Regions from separate parts of the Mus musculus genome. Here all the other regions are linked to region 1. Evidence: chromatin contacts called from public promoter capture Hi-C data. All regions are on one chromosome and are shown on one strand. The core of a region is the stretch at or near the end of the contact, and the rest is flanking DNA. Distances in the headings are between cores, read along the strand shown. Region 1 overlaps Phldb1 (pleckstrin homology like domain, family B, member 1). Region 2 holds the start of Ccdc153 (coiled-coil domain containing 153). Region 3 overlaps C2cd2l (C2 calcium-dependent domain containing 2-like).

What was found. Promoter capture Hi-C pulls out the DNA fragments that hold promoters and counts their contacts. Capture Hi-C pulls out chosen DNA fragments and counts their contacts.
Region 2: a promoter capture Hi-C map of liver shows a contact between it and region 1, with 2.1 times the contacts expected there. The contact joins the promoter of Ccdc153 here to the enhancer-like site in region 1. A contact is called at or near these places in 3 of 39 promoter capture datasets (hematopoietic stem and progenitor cells and liver), 1 of 115 datasets of contacts at active chromatin or transcription factors (pancreatic cancer cells) and 3 of 9 other capture datasets (liver, macrophages and pancreatic islet).
Region 3: a promoter capture Hi-C map of adipose tissue shows a contact between it and region 1. The contact joins two enhancer-like sites. A contact is called at or near these places in 1 of 484 Hi-C or Micro-C datasets (embryonic stem cells) and 3 of 9 other capture datasets (adipose tissue, liver and pancreatic islet).

What each region holds. Positions count from the first base shown.
Region 1 is chr9:44,690,291-44,693,848 of GRCm38.p6, reverse strand. The region is part of intron 20 of Phldb1 (pleckstrin homology like domain, family B, member 1); the gene reads left to right. Among named protein-coding and RNA genes, the nearest start is that of Treh, 19 kb to the right of the region's middle. Within about 2 kb of position 1,683, at least 116 of the 459 cell types and tissues checked have an H3K27ac peak or open chromatin away from gene starts, as enhancers often do. A contact at or near this core is called in adipose tissue and liver, where this site is marked.
Region 2 is chr9:44,238,814-44,242,371 of GRCm38.p6, reverse strand. It overlaps Ccdc153 (coiled-coil domain containing 153), which reads right to left and starts at 1,695. Exons shown (of 7, transcript NM_001081369.2): 1 at 1,649-1,695; 2 at 1,296-1,374; 3 at 685-750. The coding sequence starts at 1,365.
Region 3 is chr9:44,309,509-44,313,066 of GRCm38.p6, reverse strand. It overlaps C2cd2l (C2 calcium-dependent domain containing 2-like), which reads left to right. Exons shown (of 14, transcript NM_027909.2): 14 at 1,800-3,558. The coding sequence ends at 2,011. Among named protein-coding and RNA genes, the nearest start is that of Hinfp, 5.6 kb to the right of the region's middle. Within about 2 kb of position 1,881, at least 68 of the 459 cell types and tissues checked have an H3K27ac peak or open chromatin away from gene starts, as enhancers often do. A contact at or near this core is called in adipose tissue and liver, where this site is marked.

The DNA of each region.
Region 1 (3,558 bases), core at 434-2,933:
TCTTCATTCATTCATTCATTCATTTGTTCGATCATTCATTCATTCATTCATTCATTCTGTGGTGGTGTTGAGTATCTCATAAACTCCAGTTCCTGTTTTAGACTCTAGAGACAACTAAGTGGTCATGCCTTCTCCCTTGGTGCATATGGTCAGGAAGTTGGATGCTAAGCAGAGAGTTAAAGTAAATACAGTGAGTGAGTTTGCTGACAGGAGATACCCTGATGCTGGGCTTCGGACTGCCCCTTAGTCTCCCTCAGAGACCTCGAGGTAATCGCTTGAGCAGTTTCAGGGACTCTCGGGACAGTCCAGGAACCAGGAAACTTATTTACGATGCTCTTCTTCATCCAGTCTCTGGCGTAGACTCCTGTCCCGGAATACCTTCAGCCTTTCCCATTAGATCCCGAGGTTCTGGGTGGCCCTCTAATCAGCCAAGGCTCAACGGTGCAGTGATCGGCAGTCCTCCATATGCACCACATGAACTCGCTGTGCACTGCGGGTTGGCTGTCTCTGAGGCACAGTGCGACTTTCTGGAACGTTACTGGGCGTGTTGGCAGAGCCAAGAGAGTTCTGAGGCGCTTTGCTTTGACATTAAGAGTCTCAGCGGGGAGGTAATGTGTGACACATTTGCCTACCAGTCACTCAGCCCCGCCACCTGCAAAGCTGGGGAAAACAGCCCTACCTACCAAGAGCCTGGAAAGGGGAGGGCTTCCAGGTCATGAATGCCCAGGCCCAGGGCCTTGCTTGCACCTCTTGACTTTCTGCCCTTTTAAGAAGCCTTCCCCAGCCGGGTGTGGTGGTGCATGCCTTTAATCCCAGCACTTGGGAGGCAGAGGCAGGTGGATTTCTGTAAGTTTGAGGCCAGCCTGGTCTACAGAGTGAGTTCCAGGACAGCCAGGACTACACAGAGAAACCCTGTCTCAAAAAAAAAAAAAAAAAAAAAGGAGAAGCCTTCCCCAGTCGACATGGGTCCTGGATGTGGAGAGACACAAGCCTGAGTGTAGCTAGAGGGACGTTGTCAGCCTGAGAAGCAGAGCCACTTCAGACACACTGGGGCTGAGATGCGTCTAGCTAGGTCCAGGGAAAAGGTTAGGCTGGGAGGCAGACCCTAGTTGAAAGTCTTGGCGTAATAATTATAGGAAATTCAGGGCCTGTCCATCAGACACTTGAACGGTTGGTACTCTGGATGCATCGGCTCATCTAATTTTTGCCAAAAGCGCTATATTGACACCTCCGTTACGTATAACGAGTTTAACAGGGCTCAGAAAGCCTTTGCCCACAGTCTCTCAGCAAGGACAAGGCCGAGGAGAGGGGAGGAGCAGCCACGAGTGGAGAAGAGGCAGGATAGAAAGCAGCAGAGGCAGAAAAGGAAGCAGGAAGCTGGCTCTGACTGTGCGCCAGGTGCTGGGCTGGCGCTTGGCAAAGGCAATCTTGGTTCATGCCTGTGAAACAAAGGAGACCACGTTTAGACGAGGAGCGGAAACAGAAGGAAGCCAGCCAAGGGAACAGACATTTGTAAGCCCAAGGTGTCACCAGCCATGATAGATACCACCAGAGGGTCAAGCAGGATGTGGCCCAAAGGCCATTTGACTCCGGGTCTGAGATTTGTGGAGAGAAGGGTTTCCACCATGCAAGCAGGCAGAAGTCAGATTGCACAAGACCAAGGATAGGTGGGCGGGACAGAGTGTACGAAGGTTGCTGTTTCCCTGTTACTATTTCCAGGGAAAGAAGAAGGGGGGCAGAGCACAATACCACTGGAGGATGGCCAGGAGGAAATGCTGAGATGGGTTTAGGGCTACACCAGGACCTGGGTGTGGCTTGCCGGTTGGACCCGCGCCCTCCTCCTTCCTACAACAGGAAAGCACATTAGATTAGCGTGGGTAAACCCCTCCAGGCGCTCACCTTACCTGGAACCGTTCCCACCCTCCTCAGCACTCCGGCAGTCATCCCTGCCTTGCTGTGTGACATCAGCCCGGAGTGTAATGCTGTAGTGACAGATGCCGAGTTCCGTGCCAGACTATGCTGGGTGCTCTGAATGGGCTCTTGCTTTTCACACCTCTTCCTTCCCTCAGATGTGGCAGAGTACTCCTGAGCTCCAAGCCACGCTGGCAAGCAACTAGGCTGTGTGCCTGTACCTCCTCGCCACGTTGTAACTTCCTAGCACAAGAGCCTAGGATCCCTTTGCAGGTGTCAGTTCCTAGGACTCAGTCATCCTGCCACGAGCAAGCGAGCGCCTGTTCTGTGCCTGGCACATAGCTGTTGCCGTTGGAGGAGGATATAGGTGTGGATGACAGAGGTTCACATTGAGTGTTGCAAGCTCTGTGCTGAGAATCTGTGGTGTCTGTTGCAGTGGCCCGCAGTGGATCTTGGTTAGGAGTTTGTGGACAGGAGGGAGATGGCCCTGGGGTGTGAAGAGCTGGGTTGCTAAGGGGACAGTGAGAATCTCAAGAGACTCCACCTAATTCAGTGTGGGGGAGGCTGCGAGGCAAGGATGTGTTGGCGGCAGTGTGAGCCAGGCACACACAGGCAGCTGGTTCCCCAAAGAGGAACCATCAGAGAAGGTTTTAAAACCCATTCCTCAACACCAGGTCAGGTGAGAGGCAGGGCTAGAGGCTAGGACAGGACCTTCAGGAGGCCGGAGGGAGGAGGGAACTGGGCCTGAAGTAACCCGGAGTGTGGGGAGTGGAGAGGGACCCATGAGAGGAGCTTACTGGTAGCTGTCACTTCTGAATTCAGTGGTTAGTATCATCCTCTCCTGGAGCTGGTGGCTGAGGGTGGCAGTTGTACCATGTGATCGGTGTTTGTAGTGGCCTGTTTCCCTTCCTCCACACCCAGTGTTCACCTCTGCTCTGACGGCTCCCCTCCCCCTCCCTCTCCCCCTCCCATTCCCTTCCCCTCCTCCCTGACCTTGAATGTTGTGTGCAATGTATATGCTCTATGCTGTTCACATGAAGGGAGTAGAATGGCCTAAAGAGCCCAGTAGGAATCAGTGTACGGCAGTTCTTCTTAGCCCCGCCCCTCAGAGGTGGGGCAAACCCCGCCCACCACGGAGCTAGCACTACATGCATCCCCAGCTCTGTGGCTGCTTCCTTCTGTGTTTTGTTTAGTTTGGTTTTTCGTTTTGTTTTAGGTTTTCCTTTTTGAGACAGACTTTCACATAGCCCAGGTTGGCCTTGAATTTGCTATGGTAATGGTAACCCGTGAACTGCTGATCTTCCTGCCTCTACTTCCCAAGTTCTGAAATTGTGTGTGTGTGTGTGTGTGTGTGTGTGTGTGTGTGTGTGTGTGTGTGCACGCACCCGTCTGGTTCTCGAGTTGTCTGAAGTGGGAGCTCTTCAACGCTGAGCAGCCCCAAGCCCTACCATGCCGGGGTTGTGTGATGTTAGGAGCCCAGGGCTTCATGTGTGCTAGGCAAGCAAGCAGCCAACTGAGTTTTACTCCTGCCTTCCTTATTTTCTTGAATAACACGAGATTCATATCTGTATAGTTCAAAATCAAAACATAAAAAGTTTACTTTGAGAAATAAGTCACCACCAAGCACAGGTAACATAAATTTTGTTT
Region 2 (3,558 bases), core at 446-2,945, 450 kb after region 1:
TCATGTACATAAAATAAATAAATCTTTTTTTAAAAAAGATTAGAAGCCGGGCATGGTGGCGCACGCCTTTGATCCCAGCACTTGGGAGGCAGAGGCAGGCGGATTTCTGAGTTCGAGGCCAGCCTGGTCTACAAAGTGAGTTCCAGGACAGCCAGGGCTATACAGAGAAACCCTGTCTCAAAAAACAAACAAACAAACAAGAGAGAGGGAGGGAGGGAGGGAGGGAGGGAGGGAGGGAGGGAGGGAAGGAAGGAAGGAAGGAAGGAAGGAAGGAAGGAAGGAAGGAAGGAAGGAAGGAAGAAAGAAAATGCCTCTATAAGATCTGGCTATAGTTAAGCCTATAGGGCATTTTCTTAATCAGTGAATGATGGGGAGGGCCCAGCCCATTGTGGGTGGTGCTACCCCTTTGCTGGTGGTCCTGGGTTCTATAAAAAAGCAGGCTGAGCAAGCCATGGAGAGCAAGCCAATTAGCAGCACCCCTCCATGACTTCCGTATCAGCTCCTGTCTCCAGGCTCCTAGCTCCTCTCCTGACTTCTTTCAATAATAAACAGTGCTTTGGGTGCGCAAGCCAGATAAACCATCTCCTCCCCACGTTGCTTTGGTTGTGGTGTTTCTTCACAGCAGTGATAACCCTGACTAGGACCTGTCATTGCTGCTGTCTCCTGAGGCTCCACACTCCTTACCCAAGCGGTCCTGAAGCAGCTCCTTCTCGAGCAGCACCAGCCTGTGCTTGGCCTCAGCCTCCACACCTGTCGTGGCAAACCACGGAGTCTTAGGCTACGCTGATCTCGCCCCTGCCCTGTCTTCCTCCCGCACTTTTTGCAGGATGGGGGAAGATCACTGATACCCAATGCCAAAATCTGACAAATTCATAGCCAAGCCTTCACTGCCTTGTACTTGGTGTGTGCTCAAAAGAAGGGTGAAACAGATGACAGAGGCAAAGGACTAGAGGGGGCTCCAGGGGGAGAGAGGCAGTCTCCGGTCCCCAGCCTGGCCGAATCTGAACTCAGGGCTCTGAAGAGGAGGGCAAGAGAGCCTCACTTTAGCCAACTGTGGTGTCAATGCCTAACTAATGCCAGGCATTGTGAGCACCAGGCTGTCCCAGCACTAGGAGGACTAGGAGGATACGTTTGAGGCTTGCCTGGGTTTCTTAGTGACCCTGTGTCAAAAGAACAAAAGACAAAACCAAAACAAACGCCCTCTGTCTTGTTGCCCAGGGAGCTGGATTCCCTCTAAGGACCTTGGTGTGGACATGGACATGCAGGGGCACTGGCCTTCACCCATGGTGACTCACCAGGACTTGAATTCTTTTTCTTCTTCCGTGCCTCAGCTTTTCTCCCCCTTCCTTTGGTTTTAGGTGGCATCCCGCTGTCCTGACGAAGGGAAGACCTATGTAGGTCAGCATACAGACAGGCTTTCCTGACTCTTACACTGAGTTGGTTGGGGGTTTCTGGAGCATCAGAGTGCCAGTCTCCCAGTGCATCTTACACTTCTATAGAAGCTTCATTTCTTGGTCTCTGGGACCCTTAGGGAGGGCTGGGATCACTGAGGGAGAACAATCCTATGTGCAGCAGTCAGCTTCTTAGAGAAACTTCTGGACATCCCTTCTCTCTCCCCAACTTGTGTACTCTCCTCCTTCCTACCTACCTGCAAGACTTTCTGTTGCTTGTGTGGTGTCTCCCTGGGAAATGACATGTCATGGGGACAGTAAAGAGAGACCCAAGTAGATTGAGTCTAGGGAGGAGCCTGGGTCCTGGGAGCCAATCCAAGGTGTAAAACTTCCTCAAGAGGTGGGACCAAGAACTGGGATGTTGGGTTTCTGGATACTGCACGTTGTCCAGGCAACTGGAAAACTCAGGCAGGTGGGTGAGCTAAATCAGCTCATACAAAGGAAAGCTTCTCTTTTTACCTCCATATCCTAGCCCTAAAGAAGAGGCTTAGGAGCCGAATAGCTATTATTCATGTCTACACAGGCACTACCTGTGGTCTGGAGACTCTCCAGGCTAGGAATCTACAAACTTGCAGTCTGGGAGAGCAGTGTTTTGCAAGACATAGGGAAAGCAGGGATAGCGGCCATCACAGCTACTTTATATCTGGAGGTTTCGTGTGAACACAGTGACATTATTTACTTTAAAACAGAAGGTTTGGGGGCTGGAGAGATGGCTCAGTGGTTGAGAGCACTTGGCTGCTCTCCCAGAGGTCCCGAGTTCAATTTCCAGCAACAGCATGGTGGTTCACATCCATCTGTAATGGTATCGGATGCCCTCTTCTGGTGTGTCTGAAGACCACCAGATACATAAAATAAATAAATAAATGTTTTGTTTGTTTTTTGTTTTTTGTTTTTGTTTTTGTTTTTTTTTAAACAACAACCTGAAGGTTTGCCTCAAAAAGGCTACTGTGGTGTGTGAGGGAAACATGTTCTGACACAGGTAGTTGAAAGGATGCTGACCCACAAAGAGGAACACAAATTAGACAAGAGTCTGGAGTTCAGCTACTTAATTTTGCTCAGCTTGTATTTCTTGGTGTATAAGTTTTGTAGCTCCTGAAATCCCCAGACGTCAGTGCAGTGTTTACAGGACTCCTTTTTCCCTCTCCAGTCAATCTTGCCTTCTCCCACTATTTCTTTATGAGGTTTAATCTGCAGGCAGGGGTTTAGCAGCCCCCAGGCTCCCTGCAGCATAAAGTTGCTTAGGGCTCCCTCTAGTGGACTTGCTTGACCGCCTGCACCTCCTAAAGTTTGCAGTTGGTAATTTCTTGGGCAATATTGGGGGAGATCCCCTTTACGGGGTGTTTTTTAGTATCTTATGTATAATTAAAATTTGATTGTTGGCAGAAAGCATGACGGGAAGCCCTCCCTCCATCTGGGAGAGATCCGTCTGGACCTGTGCCATCTCTGGGCACCATAATGTCACCATACATAGAATTTAAACAAGCCTTCCTCCCTGTGGATTATGGAACCTACAGATCCTTTTTAGGCATGTCTGTCCATTCTAGTCCCTGAAAATGTTGGTCAGTTGCATATTATTAGAAGCAAATCTGCCGAAACAGACACAAGATGTGGGACTATGAAATCACTTCCAGAGCAAGCGGAAGGTCAATACCTGTTTTATTTAACTCCGTAGCACTTTAGATACTGTAAGAGAGAGTTTTAATTTTTATTTTTGATTATGTTCTTTATGTGTGGGTTTGTGAGCACAGTGCCGGGGGGCGGGGGAGGCTACAAGAGAGCTTTGGAGTCCCTTGGAGTCGGAGTTACGGGTAGTTGTGAGCAGCCCACCAGTGTGGTGCTGGAAACCAAATTCGAGTCCTCTTCATGAGCAGGACTCACTTTTAACTGCCGAGCCATGTCTCCAGCCCCGGCTCTGGACACTTTATAGAGCAAAGAGTCCTACTTGTCGTTGTGATGCTTACAGCCCCTGTAACGTAGGGCTGGTGACCCCGTACACAGGTCTCAGATATGGAGAAATCTCATTTTTCATCACGTTTTCATTTATTCTTCCTTTAGAATCTCCGGTCCTTTCCCAGGAGCTTCTCAGGGACTTCTTTCCCTGAATCTC
Region 3 (3,558 bases), core at 632-3,131, 380 kb after region 1:
GCTTTACATCCAGAGTTGGCTATAAATGTCTGATTGTCAAGCCTGTGCCTCCCAGTTGTGAGGATTAGAGATACGTAACAACATGCTCCGCCGTTTAAAACATTTATTACATTTATTTGTGTGTGTGTGTGTGTGTGTGTGTGTGCGCGCGCACACATGTGTAACAGAAGACAATTTGTAGGAGTTGGTTTTTCCTTCCACCATGTGGGTCCCAGGGACTGAACTGAAGTTGTCATGTTTGGGGCAGCAAACACGTTTACCTGTTGAGACATCTTTCTAAATTGTGCATGAGTGTTTGCCTACATGGGCATCACATGGGTGCCTGTTGCCCAAGGAAGTGGAAAGAGATTGATGGAGCCCTTTTTAACTAGAATTATAGACATCTACAAACCACCGTGTGGATGCTGGGAATCAAACCCTGATCCTGTGGACGAGCAGCAAGTGCTCCTAACCACTGAGCTACCTGCCCAGCCTCCTGCTGAGATAATGCTAACTCTTGGCTTAGGTTTTGGTTTAGTTTGGGGACAGGGTTTCACACTATATCCAAAGTTGGCTTAGAACTCACTGGCCGCCTCTTCTTCTTCTTCTTCTTCTTCTTCTTCTTCTTCTTCTTCTTCTTCTTCTTCTTCTTCTTCTCCTCCTCCTCCTCCTCCTCCTCCTCCTCCTCCTCCTCCTCCTTTTTTTTCTTTTTTCCTCTTCTACTCTGTGCCCCCAGTTGCATGGATAATGAGAAATTCTACTCCATGCCAATCTTAACATTGTTCCCCTGAGCTGGGCATGGTGGTGCACACCTTTCATCCCAGCACTCAAGAAGGCAGAGACAGGTAGATCTGTGAGTTCAAAGCCAGCCTGGTGAAAGCCAGTTTCAAAAAAGAAAAGAAAAGATTATTCTTTTGAGCTGGGCAGCAATACCTGAATCCCCAGCACTTAGGAGGCTGAGGCAGGGTTTTGAGTTGAAGGCCAGTTTACAGGTCACATTTTGAGACTCTCACGGAAGGAGGGACAGGAGGAAGCATGTCATTCCCTCTCTGGCTGTGACTCAGGTTGCAAACAGCTTTCCTAACTTCAAAGGACAAAGAGTTTGCTGTCTTACATCTCACCCGTTGACCAATGACCCTGTCGGCTGGGATCTATTTATGATTTAAAAGCTGGTGCTGCAATCTCAAGACTTGAGAGACTGTGGCAAGAGGTAGGCTGTGAGTTTAAGATCAGCTTGGGTTATGTAATGAGTTCAAAGCCAGCCCAGGCTACGAATCCAGATTCTGCCTCAAACAAAACTAACAGAAAAGAATCTTGACCTGTGGCTCGCATCGCTTGAGAGAATGGAGTCTGTGAGTCCGAAGCCTGCTGCGTGAGAACCTTCTTCTCTCTGTGCCCCATAGTCACGTCTTTGAGGTTTCTAGACTCCCCACTGCTCACACCCTGGAATGTAGTGTGTTAATCCACCTTTCCTTTTATGATTTATAGGCTTTAAGGAACACCCTCTGTGCAGTCTTTGTCTTTTCAGTGAAAGGAGGCTCAGTCCGCTGAGAGTCCTCCCAGAGCGGCAGTCCCTACCCTTGTTATTCCTCCAGGGGATGTGGTCAGAGGCGCACAGATCCCTCCCCCTAGGACTGTGTTCCTTCCTCAGGATGGGTGAAGCTCGCGTGCGCTTCCACCGCCTTTCCTGAGAAAGGCAGGCATTAGGGAAGAGACAGAGTACAGTCGTCATCTTCTGTATTAACTTCCTAAGTCTTTTCTCCACCCTCATCCCAGACCTGTGCCCCTCCGTCCACCTCAGTTTCCCTTCTTCCCTACAGTGAGTTTCCTGCGCAGTGGCACAAAGCTCATCTTCCGCCGGAGGCCCCGACAGAAGGAAGCTGGTCTGAGCCAGTCACACGATGACCTGTCCAACACGACGGCCACACCTAGCGTCCGGAAGAAGGCTGGCAGCTTTTCCCGTCGCCTTATCAAGCGTTTTTCCTTCAAATCCAAACCCAAGGCCAATGGCAACCCTAGCCCCCAGCTCTGAAAGCCCCCGAGCTAGGAGAGATCAAGAGTTCTCTTAGTCTGTCCCCCACATCCCCTTCTGTACCCCTTCCTGGATCCCCACTGCTGGGGCCAGGAAAGCCCTCGGGTTATAGGGAGCCCCAGCACACTGGGCTGTGGGGTGAGCGGGAAGGGTGTCTGACATGGGAGGCATCTGGGAGGCAACAGTTGTTGCGTGAGCGTAGAGGAGAGTTTGGCAGCTGAGAGTCAGGGGCAAGCTCTGTCTTGGGCGTGTGGACACTCATCAGAAGCCTCTGCTGGTACTGCCGCCAGAGGGGAGCCCAGAGTACTCTCTCATCAGCAGGTCCTTCTCCCTTATTTATTCTCGTTTCTATTTATATGTGTGGTCTAGAACCCTTGGCAAACAGATGATAGAGGGCATCTCTCCCAGGTGACCCTTTTCTGTCCCAGGAGGGTAAGGCAATTCCCAGGACGGGTTTCTACCCCTCCCTTGGGAGTCCTCTCTTAGACCAGCACCAATGTCTGCCTTCAGAAGACATTGGCAGATCACAGGAAGCCGGGCTAGGGCCCGGGATGGGGGGCAGGCACTCCCCACCTCCCTACCTCCCACATCGCTCCTTGTCTCTCCTTCCCCTTTATTACCATTTTGTACTTGATGCCTTCTCCATGAGCAGTGGCTCAGTTGGAAGGAGGGAGCCAGGAAGCTGGGAGGAAGCCTTCCCTAGAGAGCCAGCTTTAGGAGTTTTAAAGACAGTACGATCATAGAGCAAGGTTGCACCTCTGTATGTTGGGAGATGATGATGTCCATTGCTGTGTGATGGCCTGGAATTTAATTTATTTAATTAAAATCAAATTGGAGTTTATAAACGGGAGTGGCTGGTTATCCTTTGAAAAGCAAACAGGCCTAAAGGCTGTGGTGTTGATAGAGTGGGCAGGCGGGCTCACTGACTATGACCTAGGCAGTCAGGTGGCACAGGTGCCCTTGAACACAGATACAAGTAGAGAGGTTTGAGTGATGATACTCTGAAAAGTCAAGTTGCTGCAAAGAAGCCACCCCTCCCCCACAGGCTGTTCTTTCTGGGCTGTAACACGATTTAGAGTGTGGACTCTGAGGCTGCACTGTTCTGACCTGAGACCCAGCTCCACTGACCTTTGTGACCTTTGTTACCTTTGTGACCGTGGACAAATATGGGGCCTCAGTTGTTTTGGTTTGTTTTTGATCCAGAGCCTCACCTATGTTGTCCTAGCTGGCTTAGAACTCCTTAAGTAGACCAGGTTGGCCTTGAACTCAGAGATAGCCTGGTTTCTTCCTCCTGAGTGCTAGGACACCACACCTGGTTGTGTACTCAGTTTTTTTCTTCTGTCAAATGGGGGCTAGGGACTGGGGATGTAGCTCAAAGGTAGAGTTCTGCCTTAGCATACCCAAAGCCCTGGGGTTTGTCTCTAGCAATATTTCATAGAGAGGATGAAGCCAGGTGTGGTGGCTAACACAAACCTTTAATTTCAGTACCTGGGAACTCTGTGAGTTTCAGGCTAGTCAGGACTATATAGTGAGACCCTGTCCAAAAC